Linked DNA regions of Rattus norvegicus: region 1 is linked to region 2. A link is a contact called in public Hi-C data. All regions are on one chromosome and are shown on one strand. Each heading gives the region's core, a stretch centred on a gene start, on an enhancer-like site or on the middle of the called end of the contact. The rest is flanking DNA. Distances are from core to core; before and after follow the strand shown. Region 1 overlaps Frmd4a (FERM domain containing 4A). Region 2 holds the start of Bend7 (BEN domain containing 7).

The links. Hi-C and Micro-C count contacts between places; a contact is called where the count stands out from the background.
Region 1: a Hi-C map of Schwann cells shows a contact between it and region 2, with 6 times the contacts expected there. The contact joins the enhancer-like site here to the promoter of Bend7 in region 2. A contact is called at or near these places in 2 of 12 Hi-C or Micro-C datasets (Schwann cells and mammary epithelial cells).

What each region holds. Positions count from the first base shown.
Region 1 is chr17:78,697,381-78,702,743 of GRCr8, forward strand. All of the region lies in intron 4 of Frmd4a (FERM domain containing 4A), which reads right to left. It overlaps LOC134482745 (a long non-coding RNA gene), which reads left to right and starts at 4,122. Exons shown (of 2, transcript XR_010059262.1): 1 at 4,122-4,432; 2 at 5,225-5,363. Within about 2 kb of position 1,476, at least 8 of the 93 cell types and tissues checked have an H3K27ac peak or open chromatin away from gene starts, as enhancers often do. A contact at or near this core is called in Schwann cells, where this site is marked.
Region 2 is chr17:78,472,250-78,477,607 of GRCr8, forward strand. It overlaps Bend7 (BEN domain containing 7), which reads right to left and starts at 3,210. Exons shown (of 8, transcript XM_039096483.2): 1 at 2,715-3,210. The coding sequence starts at 2,775.

The sequences.
Region 1 (5,363 bases), core at 226-2,725, 220 kb after region 2:
TATATCCTCCAAGGTTTACCTCCAGCCCCATGTCACAAGGGTTCCACAATGTCCCCGAATGGCAGCACCAATTGGGGTCCAAATGTTCAAATAAACTAGTCAGGGTGTGTGCAAGCATGTGAGTGTGTGTGTGTCTGTATATGTGTCTGTGTGTGCATGTGTGTGTTAGTGTATGTCTGTGTGTGTCTCTCTGTGTATGCATGTGTATATGTGTGTTTGTGTGTATATCTATGTATGTGTGTGTGAGAGAGTGTGTATCTATGTATGTGTCTGTGTGTGTGAGACTGTGTTTGTGTCTCTGTGTGTAAGTATATGTGTATGTGTGCATGTGTCTGTGTATGTGTGCAGTATATATCTGTATGTGTCTCTGTGTATGTGCAAGTACATGTGGGTATGTGTGTGTGTGTGTGTGTGTGTGTATGTGTGTAATTCAGATTTAAGCCACATCAACAGAGAAAGAGTAAGAACAAACGATAACCAAAGTGTCATAAAACTATAGGTGTTGGGGGGGTCTCACCCTCCACACAGCCAGGCTTCGTGTTACTTCCCGTCTCTTACTGTCCACACAGACAGTGGTTAAAGCAAGGCTGCTGATTGGCTTGTATCTTAACGATAAGAAAATCACCTCCCAGGCCCGACAGGGAGGGGTTACCACTATAGTAATTTTTGAGTGGAGATCCACAGGGTCTGAAATAGCCTAATTTTCCAAGTCCGGTGTCTTTATCCCGTTTGCCTTAGCCCTCAACTAAAACATAGAGAGGTTCTTCGTGCCCCCCACCCTCAGCCCCTGCTTCCTCCTGAAGAATATTTTATGAGAACCCAAAACTCATTTCTCCCTTCAGTGTTGTATTAATGGAGAAATAAATGAGGCGGCAGCACTGCTGTCTCAGGCCACCGTTTCCACTTCCACGGGTCTCTACCAACTGACAGAAGACCCCAGGGAGGGTGCAGAAATGACAAGCATGTTCTGGGAGAGGGGGAGGGAGGAGAAAGGGAAGGGGGAGAGGAAGAGAGGGAGAGGGAGGGGAAGGAAAAAGGGAGGGAGAGGAGGAGGGGGAGGGAGAGAGGGAGGGGAGGGGGTGGATCTTCCTTTGACAGAAATTGGAAAGCAGTTTCCTATTAACCTTTATCACCAAGACATCAGACTGGAAACTCCTAGAAGCTCAAGGCCTGTCATGTGTTTGCTCATAACCTTGGATGTTTAATTCATCCTGAACTTTTCTATCACAGAAAACTGAAGGGAAATGTCTGGATGAAAACAGACCCGAGACATCTCCATTCACACCCTGGGCAGACACAGGTTTGGGGAGATTTCTGGGGAAGCGAGGAGAGTTGATGGTTTGCATGCTAAGTTGAGATCGTCCTTTCCTCCCTCCCGCTCTGGAGAAAACCGAGTTTGGTTTCCTGCTTTTATGAACGGCTGGTCTGTGTTCCTCTGTGTCACTAGGGGGCACTGTTGCTCCTCTAAACTGCCCAATGTAGGGAAGGGATGGCTTTCAGTTTACAAAGAACCTTCTGAGTTTCTGAGTGAGCCAGGGGAAAGGAAAGACCGACCCTTCCTTTGCAAGGGTCTACACAGGCAATCCCAAGTCTGTTCTGCATTAACTGCATCTTTACAACTCGGGAGTGTCTGAGCCTTGCTGTCTCCAGAGTTAGCCAGTTCATAGAGCTAGTAAGCTGTTATGATAACCAGCTCTAATTCTCACTTATGACTAACAGGCCCAAAGCCTCGCTTCTACAACCTCTGCTGACTCTCAAATGCTGCTGCTTCTCCTCTCACGTTCCCCTACTCTTCTGACCAGAGACGTGTTCCAGATGACATGGCAAAGTCCCTAGGTCACCAAGCCTGTTTACCCAACTCATCAATGACTTTCCATAGGAACCTCAATAAAGAATACTGCTTTCTTTCCCCTTCCCCTCCCCCTTTGCCTCCAGACACTCCCAGCACCCAGTGACGTCACCCCTTCTCTCGGTAGCTGTCACAGGCCACTTTTCAACACTTGATCTGTTGGCTTCATCACACTTGAATAGCAAAATCAACACCTCTGTGTACATGCACATGTGTCTGTGCAGGTCAGAGGGGAGCGAGGCAGAGTTGTTTCTCCTCCTTCCACCTCCTGGGTTCCAGGGACAGAACTCAGGCTTGGCTACTGTCAGGACCAAAGGAGACTCCATTTCCCCAGATTCTGGTGGCTAGACAAAAGTCAGCATTCCTCAGGAACGCAGGAAGCTGGTTCCCCTCTACCAAAGAGCCATCCCCTTGTCACTGGTGCTTGTTAGTAAACTAAAGTGTATGGTGGCTCCCAGGCTCCCAGAAGCACAACTACCTGTTACAATGTCAGAGCCCTTGCTGTCTCTTGTTAGCATCCCCCTTCTTCAGCTCATGGGCTTCCCTCCCCCAGATACCTCTCTCTCTCTCTCTCTCTCTCTCTCTCTCTCTCTCTCTCTCTCTCTATCTCTATCTCTCTCTCTCTCTCTCTCTCTCTCTCTTTCTCTCCCCCTCCCTTCCTTCTCCTCCTCTTTCTTTCTCCCCCTCCCGCCACGGTCAAGTCCAGTCTGACGGCCATGTTCTGTCTACTACATTCTCTGCTCTGTGCTCTTCCGGATGCTTCTGGCTGTTTTCTTCCTCATACCTGTACTGGAAAACCTTCCCCCTTAACCATAACTCTAAGCTGATCATGCTTATGTAGCGGTCTTACCCCTCCTCCAGCCATCTCTCCAGCCCTCAAAATGTATATCTTAAAATAAGTTACTTTCCACACACGCCAGGGATGATCCTAGTGCTTTCTTTTGCGCTGAAAGGAACAACTGTCCAGGCTGAGGTCAAAGCCAGCCAGGATGCTCTGTAAGCTCCAGGAGCCATGACACAGCCACAGTGGCTCAGAGGACTTGGTACTCGGTGTTTTATCCCAGTCTGAAGTGGGGGGTATGCGTTCCATGCTCACTGCTCGAATGATTATGCATCTGGACCTGTGTGTGCCTGGGGGACTGGCACCTCCTCTTTAGCTCACAGAAGCTTTGAGCTAAGGCTGTAACACACTGACCTCAATCTAGCCAGATGACATCAGACAGTCTCTGCCAGGCCCCTGCCCCTCTGCCGCTCTCTCGAAGCTACCTCATGGCACTTGGGACTCACTGAATATTTACAGCAAATGTTAATTAAACGGGCCAGTGGTTTCATTTTGTAATGAACATAAATGTCACATTTGGAACACCGACTTTCAGCAGCAAAGAGGGGCGATAATAACTCGAATACTAAGCGGTGGGTTTCTGCAGCCAAGTGCCTCTGGTGTTCAGAATTTCGAAGGCTTTACGTGTTGACTGGGGACCCAGCTGAACTAAGGTGTTAGCCCGGGCACCTCATATAAGATCCATGCCGCCATTGTTCTTTCAAAGACAGGAAGTAGCAACTGTTGTCCTCATCAGGGAGAGAGGCATCCTCAGGGCCAGCCAGAGAATCTTCTTCTAGATAATAGCCTTCCTGACGGCCCCTTGTCGCCAATTTCCCATTGTTTATTTCAGTTTTTGTTCATAAAACTCAAGGTTCAAAGAGATAAATCTAATATTTATTCTCCTGAAAACATAGCAGCTAAGTGTGGGGATTTAGCTGAATACGCACTTCAAGGCATTCCCCCGCCCCGATATGTAGGCATTCTTCCAAGCACAAATCTGGGCCCACAGAAAATGCGTAGACTTCCTCGGATATGTAGCTCTGCGTCCCTCCCAGTCTCTTCTTCTGAACCCGTTCATTAGTCTTATTCTCAAGCTGCTGGAGCTGGCCTTACAAGCAGTCAACCATGGCTGGGCGAGCTCTCGATGAGCATGGTCAGAGGGGAACAGAAGCGAAGCTGATAGGTAGATAGAGGTACAGGCTAATGATGGTGGGGGTCATCAGCATTGAGCATTCCAGAAAGGTGCTCAGTGGCCACACAGAGGAGGAGGGAAGGAGGGCCAAGAGGCACAGCCTAACAGAGAGTGGGAAGCTCTGGGAGGGGTTTATAGAGGGAGGTAGGAATTACAAAAATGGCGTGCATGCTTGGCAAGTGAGGAGTAAATCCAAGATGCAGAGCAGCAAGGAACAAGAAGGGCGCAGGTGGGAGAGCGCGGGAGCTGTTGGCTGACTGTTGGTGACCTGGCTTGTGGAGGGTGGGGGAGGGGGAGGCATTGGCACAGGAGTGTTAGTGTCAGTTGCAAAGATGATGAACTACTGTGTGTGAGGGGCAGGAAAGGGATGAGGTCAGTGGGGTCAGGCTGCCTTGGGGTGCATATTCATAGCAGCTGAGGGGACCCGGGGAATAGGTCAGGGCTAGTGACAAGAGTGGAGCTATGTAGGGGGAGAGTCAAGTGAGGGGAGCCGAGCAGGGGAGCCTTACACAGAAGCAGATGTTTGGATTAGAGCCTCACAGCACCACAGACTCAAAACCCCACCAAGGTAAGCATGGTCAGCTGTGGTCATTGCTACAAAGGGCCATGTCAGAGGGGCGCCAAAGAGTGGAAATCTGCGGACTCTGTCAGTAGAGTCCTCCCGGGTCCTTGGGGTGTCCTGAAAGGAGGGATGGATGTCACATGAGGGACACGTGATGTGAGGGAGGGAGCAAGCAGAGGCTCTTCCTGTTGAGTGTTTGCTATGAACAACGGAGAGCCCCCATGGGTGAGCCATGGGAGAGGACTCCTCCAGACTGTGAGGTAAGGCGTGTCCCTAATGAGGAGAAAGCCAGGGTGAAGCAGCTGAGCAGTAAAGAGCTCCCAGGTGGGGAATGGCTGGAACGAGTTAAGCGCTGGCGGCAGCTTTGGTAATACTGAACGAAAAAAGAGTTACTTCAAGAGGACAAAGCAACTCTTCTTCTGAAGGATGTGTATATATGTGTGCACATGTGTGCATGTGTGTGTCTGCAAATACATGTATATGTATGTATGTACATGTGTATGTATTTGTGTGTCTTTGAATATGTATGTGTTGGTGATTGTGTCTATGTTTATGTGTGTCTATCTGTATGTGTCTGTTTTGCATGTGTGTATGTGAAGGGGTTATAAACATGCATGTTTATGTGTGCAATGTTTGTGTGTACAGGGGACCGATAGGGGACCTACAAAGATGAAGCTGATATAATCAAGTCTTCGGGGAAGGGGGTAGGTTGATGGAATGTGTTCATATTGGCTTCTGTTTTCTTGGACAAATCATAAGGGGATTTATGATTTGTCCCCCCTCTTCTTCCCGCAAAAGGGGACATCGCTAGAGAAGCAGCACGTTCCAGACTGAGGTCTTCTGTGGAGCTCACCTTGATGGGGAATCTACTTTCCCTCTTGGAGAAGATAACTGAGCAGGATTGTTCAGGTGCTGCTTGGGCAAGCTCAAGAGGGAG
Region 2 (5,358 bases), core at 1,960-4,459:
ATAGTGGCTTCCTGGAAATTGAATTTCTGTTATCCAGATGTCAAAGATGTAATGCCCCAATTACACAAACTATTGCTAGTGAAGCATGCCAGCGAGTAAGCAATGTAAATGGGGTGAGCGGCGAGTGGCGAAACTGCGTAGTCAGCATCTGGCTCTGTGACTGAGTGATAATTAGCACTGTGTGTAGACACTAATAAACATTTATGTCTGAAATTACAACTTTTAGCAATGTTAATAAGGGATATATTGGCAATCTGTAAAATAAAAGGTCTTGAAAAGAATGTCATGCATTAAGCAGCGGCAGACACTTCCCGTTCTCCCACAATCTCCTCCCCCCCACCCCCCTGAAATTACAAATGGCCACACGCCATGCTTTTTTTTTTTTTTTTTGCCGAGAAATTAATTGATATAAGAACCTACCTAAGAACATGGGTTGTGTCTCTTTGGTCTCCCCATTAACATCGTTGCTGAATTCTGAGATTTTATACACCTCATGGTGATAATCTGGCATGAGAAAATAACCGAAAATTAGAATTTTAATGACTGCAACATATAGGGATGAGCAATTAAAGACTCCCGTCCCCATATATATAACTTACAGGTATATTTTCAAGAGCTCTCCCAGAAATTGTAGTTAATAGTAATCGTCAAACCTTGGCTTACTGTGAAGTACAAGACCTTGAAATGTTACTTGGCCTCTACAAAGCAGGTATGCTTGGCCACAGTTTTCACAGCAAGTATATTTGTGAAAAGAAAGAAAAGAAAGAGGAAAACCTTGCCAAATCACAGGCCAATGGAGTTTCCCAGATTTATTTCCACAACCCATTTTGGTGAGCACATCAATAGTATGCTTCTGAACTGCCTCTTTTCTCAGTTTACCCAGAAAATCTCAGCTTAAAAGTAAGCCCGTATTTTAAAAAAAAAAAGATATTGATGTGCTGTTTTTAAAAAGTATACTTTGAAAAGAAGCCAGACTTTTTTACCTTTCACCTAAGTGAATCTTTTGCATTCAATTATTGCCCTAACTGAACCTGTAGTAGTTTATCTTCCAAAAAAATTTGAAAAGCACCTGAATAGCAGAATCACTCAGCATAAAAAAAAAAAAGAAAGAAAGAAAGAAAGAAAGAAAGGAAAAACTCCTTATGTTAATCAAATTTTCAAATACAGCTTACGGTCTCCTGTGGAAGCCACAGCATTTTGGTGCTGTAGCTTTTTACAAAGCAAGATCTCCCCGGTATGAAAATAGAGATCCCTTCTCAACAACTATCCAAGGTTTGGGTGGGCTTGTCTTTTGTTGTTTGCCTTAGCTCTCACAGGACAACATGATAAAACGACCCTCTCTTTTAAGATAGAGTAGTTAAGTTTCCTGGGTCATAAGGAAGAAAGCAGCCTCTATTCCTGAATGGAACACATTGTATCAACAGGGCCATCACACATGGAGACACTTCCAAAGTACAAAACTCGAGTCAACACCCCTGCTGGGGAGGTGGATACCAAGGAGTCGCCAAATATTTTGAATACATGCACTACTCTATGGTTAAACAGTACAAAACTAAATTAGGGGAAACACAGATGAGCAGAGTCTCAAAAATGTCTATAATTAAACCATTTCCAGACTAGCCAAAAGTGAGCTTTATAAAATCCTCATTTCAGCTTAGCCCAGTTTGGGAAAACTCTGTCCCTTGCAACCACCCTCCAATAGTCACCTGTTTACACGTGACTTTTGCCGGGGCCCTTGGAACAACCATGTGGCTCTTTCCTCAGATGCTAATGCTAGATAAAAATCACCCAGGCAAAGTGGTCAGCTTCTCTGGTTTGGCTTTGACCCAAGTTGATTCAAAGATATTTAAAGAGGGTGGGCTCATATTAGGGCTTGTGCCACTGTGGGGTGGGGTGGGGTGCGAAGGTATCACCTCTCTCATTTTTTAAGGTGATACTCGACATTTTGACAGGTGGGTTCCTTATCTAGAGTTGTCATCATTTTTCTTTTAAAGATTCAAATCAGGAAGAAGGACTCGAACAAGAAACAGAACCCAGAGGAGACACTATTCAACTTTCTCCTCCCCCGACAAAATAAACACCTATGAAGAGTGTGCTGTACACCTGTTAGTCTGCAGGACCTAGCTGGATTTTTCTCTTTCTTTCTTATGATGACACTTGTCTGGCTGGCATTCGAGCTAGTCTTAAAACTACCTTTCCACCCAAATCACTCAACTGGAAAAGATGCTGTATGTCAACAATTTCTGCCTTGAGCTTCGATTCCCTAATGAGCTGATTCTTCTTAAAAAGAACAATGATCATCTTTTTCTCCCCTCCTTCTCTTTGGGTGGGGGGGAAAAAAACGAAAACAAAAACAAATCCCAGTCCATTCTCGGCCTGCCGGCCAGGCAAACCCTCAGCCACCCCAGCCCAGCGGCGGCCACGGCGGCGGCACCCCCGAGCGGGCTCCGCTCCCCGGTGTCATTGTTTGCTAATTTCCTGACGTGCCCTCCGACTTGTTTACCTTCAATAACACCCGGTGGGTCCCCCTCCGGCACAACTTTCCCCGCGGCGGGGCGTGTGCGGCCCGCGGGGGCCCCGGGTTCGGGCGAGGACGAGGGGGTCGGGGCGGGCGCGCCCCCGGCGTGGAGCCCGCGGGCGGCCGGGGCGCGCGGGGCCGAGTGCGCGGTGCGCGGCGCCGGCTTCCCGCCGCTGTCCCCGGGCCGGCAGCTTACCTCGGCTCACCAGTTTGAAGCTCTGGGATTTCCTGCTTCTTTTCCTCTCCGAGAACTCCATGGTGCGGGCAAGGTGGCGGCACGGCAGGAGACTGAGGCGGCCGCTGAGGCGGGCTCGTGTCACCGCCGCGGAGCCGCCAGGACCAAGGTCCGCGTCGCGATCGGCAGGGGAGGCCGAGGGACGGGAGGAACCACCGCGAGCCCGGCCGGGGGCTGCGCGCCCGGGGCGAAGTTGTCCCCGCGCGCGGCGCCGCCTTCCCGGTGTCTTAGGCGACCCCTCGGTGCCCCCTCATGTCGCCTCGCTTTTTCCCGAACGCAGCCCGCCGCAGCCCAACTTTCCGCTGGGAGCCGGGCCGGGTGGGGGCGCGGAGCTGCGGGGTGCTCGCCGCGGCCCGCCTGGGCTCAGCCTGCGGACGCGGCCCGGGAGACGCGGCGAGCCGAGGGAGGGCGGCGGCGGCGGGTGCGGAGCGGCGGCCGGGGCGCTGACCGCCCCCGCGGGAGGAGGGGCCGCGCCGGCGGAGGGGGCGGCGCCGCCGGGACCCCGGGGCCACCTGCTGGCGGAGCCGGGCCGCCGCCATCCCCTGGGGGCCGCCGCCACTGCTGGACTCGGCCGCGCGGCGACCCGGCGTGGCCCGGAGGCCGCGGCTCAAGCGTCGGTGGCCGCCCGGGGCCGGCGGAGCTGTCCCCGGGCGGACGCCGCGCTCTGCGGGGCCTCCCTCCGCCGCTCCGGGAGGCGAGCCTGCCTTTAGAAATAAGCCGAGGATCGCGGCTCCTCGGCGGCCAGCCCTCGCTCAGTCTGAGAGCCGGGCGGTGCCAGGGCCAGGCGCGGATTTTAGGCAACTTTTAGCAGGGGGTGAAGAACTTACCCATCCGCGCTCTGCGAGCAAACGGGGAGAAATTTGAGAATGGACTGCTGAGACGACTATGGGATGGAGCAAACTTCAATTCTTTACCCCCATCCTGGGGGCTGGAGGGGAAGTTATATGCAAAGGGGGTGCTTGGAATGGTGTTTTGGGGAGAGGAATACAAGAGGTGAGGAGTGCAAGGGGGTGCAGGCTCCTGGAGAAACAGTGGTCATAGCAGGTGCCTAGACTCTGCCACTTGAGGCAGAAATAGCAAAAATAATTGACGTCCACAAATGACCGTTGGGAGTTTTATGTAATATTTTTCTCTGGGGTGCACTTACTGTAGGCGCCATTTCTTACCACATGTTTTAAGCGGGAATAGAAAAGATTTTTTTTTTTTTAACATCACCTGGGAATGGTAGTGTGGGAACATGATCTGACAAGCTTAAAAGTACTGCCTCCAAATCTACGGTTTCTAGACCAAAGTACAAAGGGGAAGAAGGGACGGGCAGCTGCTGCTCCAGCACCTTGGTAAGGTCAGGTTGCTCCAAAGAATAGAGAGGAAAGCGGGGAGGGGGCGGGGGTGTGGTGGGCTCTCTTGATGAATGAGTGAGGTGAGTTATAGTCAAATGAGATAGCCTTTCAAAAGCCACTCTGATATAACCGTGACATTAAGAGCAGGGTAACTACCAAGAAAAGGGGAATGTTAGAAGCAAACAGTGCAAGCATACCTGGGAAATAAAACCAAAGGACCGGGTGGGCATCAAGCCAACTGGAGACAGCAGGATAGACATAGGTGTGGAGCAAACGATGGGAAAGGTGGTTTAACCTGGCTGGCCTCGGTGAGACGAGAGCTTTCATTCAGCGCAACAGAGTAAAGAGAGGATTCTTTTTTTTTTTTTTTTTTCTACTTCTTTTTGAGGTAATGTTAGAGGCTGGGTCCTTTCCCCAGGAAAATTGTATGGAAGAAATGAAATGGTGTTTGGTGAAGTTCTTAGATCTCTTTAGAGTTATAAGAGGCATGGAAGGGTCCGATATGATAATGGTTTGGGAAATAATCCCACTTGGTTCATCCCCCACCTACCTTTTAAACCAGTTTTAAAAACCTGAAGATGTCTGGGATGTTTCTAAAGTAAGAGAACATTCTACATCTCATTCTGGGGCTGTGTGTGTGATATCCCTTGTCGAATTTTATTCCAGTAGTCACAAGCTGAGTACTTTGTTGATTGAATAACACAGAGTATTCATGCCTTGGAGCATAAAGTAAAATTTTATTGTGCTTAAACTATGATGAAATCATTGGAGGTATTATCCCAAGAAGCAAACCCCAAGGAAAAGATATTAACGAGTCGTCACTTTAAGTTCAAGTAGCAATGTGAATTCTACCTGCTGAAGGGACTGTTCTTTATATTGTTAAGGGGCCATTTTAAGGGACTATCTAAAAATCTTTTTGCATTTATGACCAGATTCCATGAGTGAGTTGGTGTATAGAGGATATGAAGCAGCCTGTCCTATTACATTTTAGGGAAAATCAACAAGTTTTATTTACTTTCTACTTGGTACACACGGCTGTGGCTATATAATATATAATATATAAAATATAATATATAACATATATATATTTGCAGTTAGTAGTAAGCAATATCAAGCTGGGATCACCTGGACTGGGTGTGTATCCATCATGGTCTATGTAGGTTAACTTAGCAAAACAGTGCAGAAACTTACTTTCAGATCGCTGCAAGGAGTCCAAGACCAAGGTCTGATACAGTCTGTTTCTAGGGAGAGCTCTTTTCCTTGCT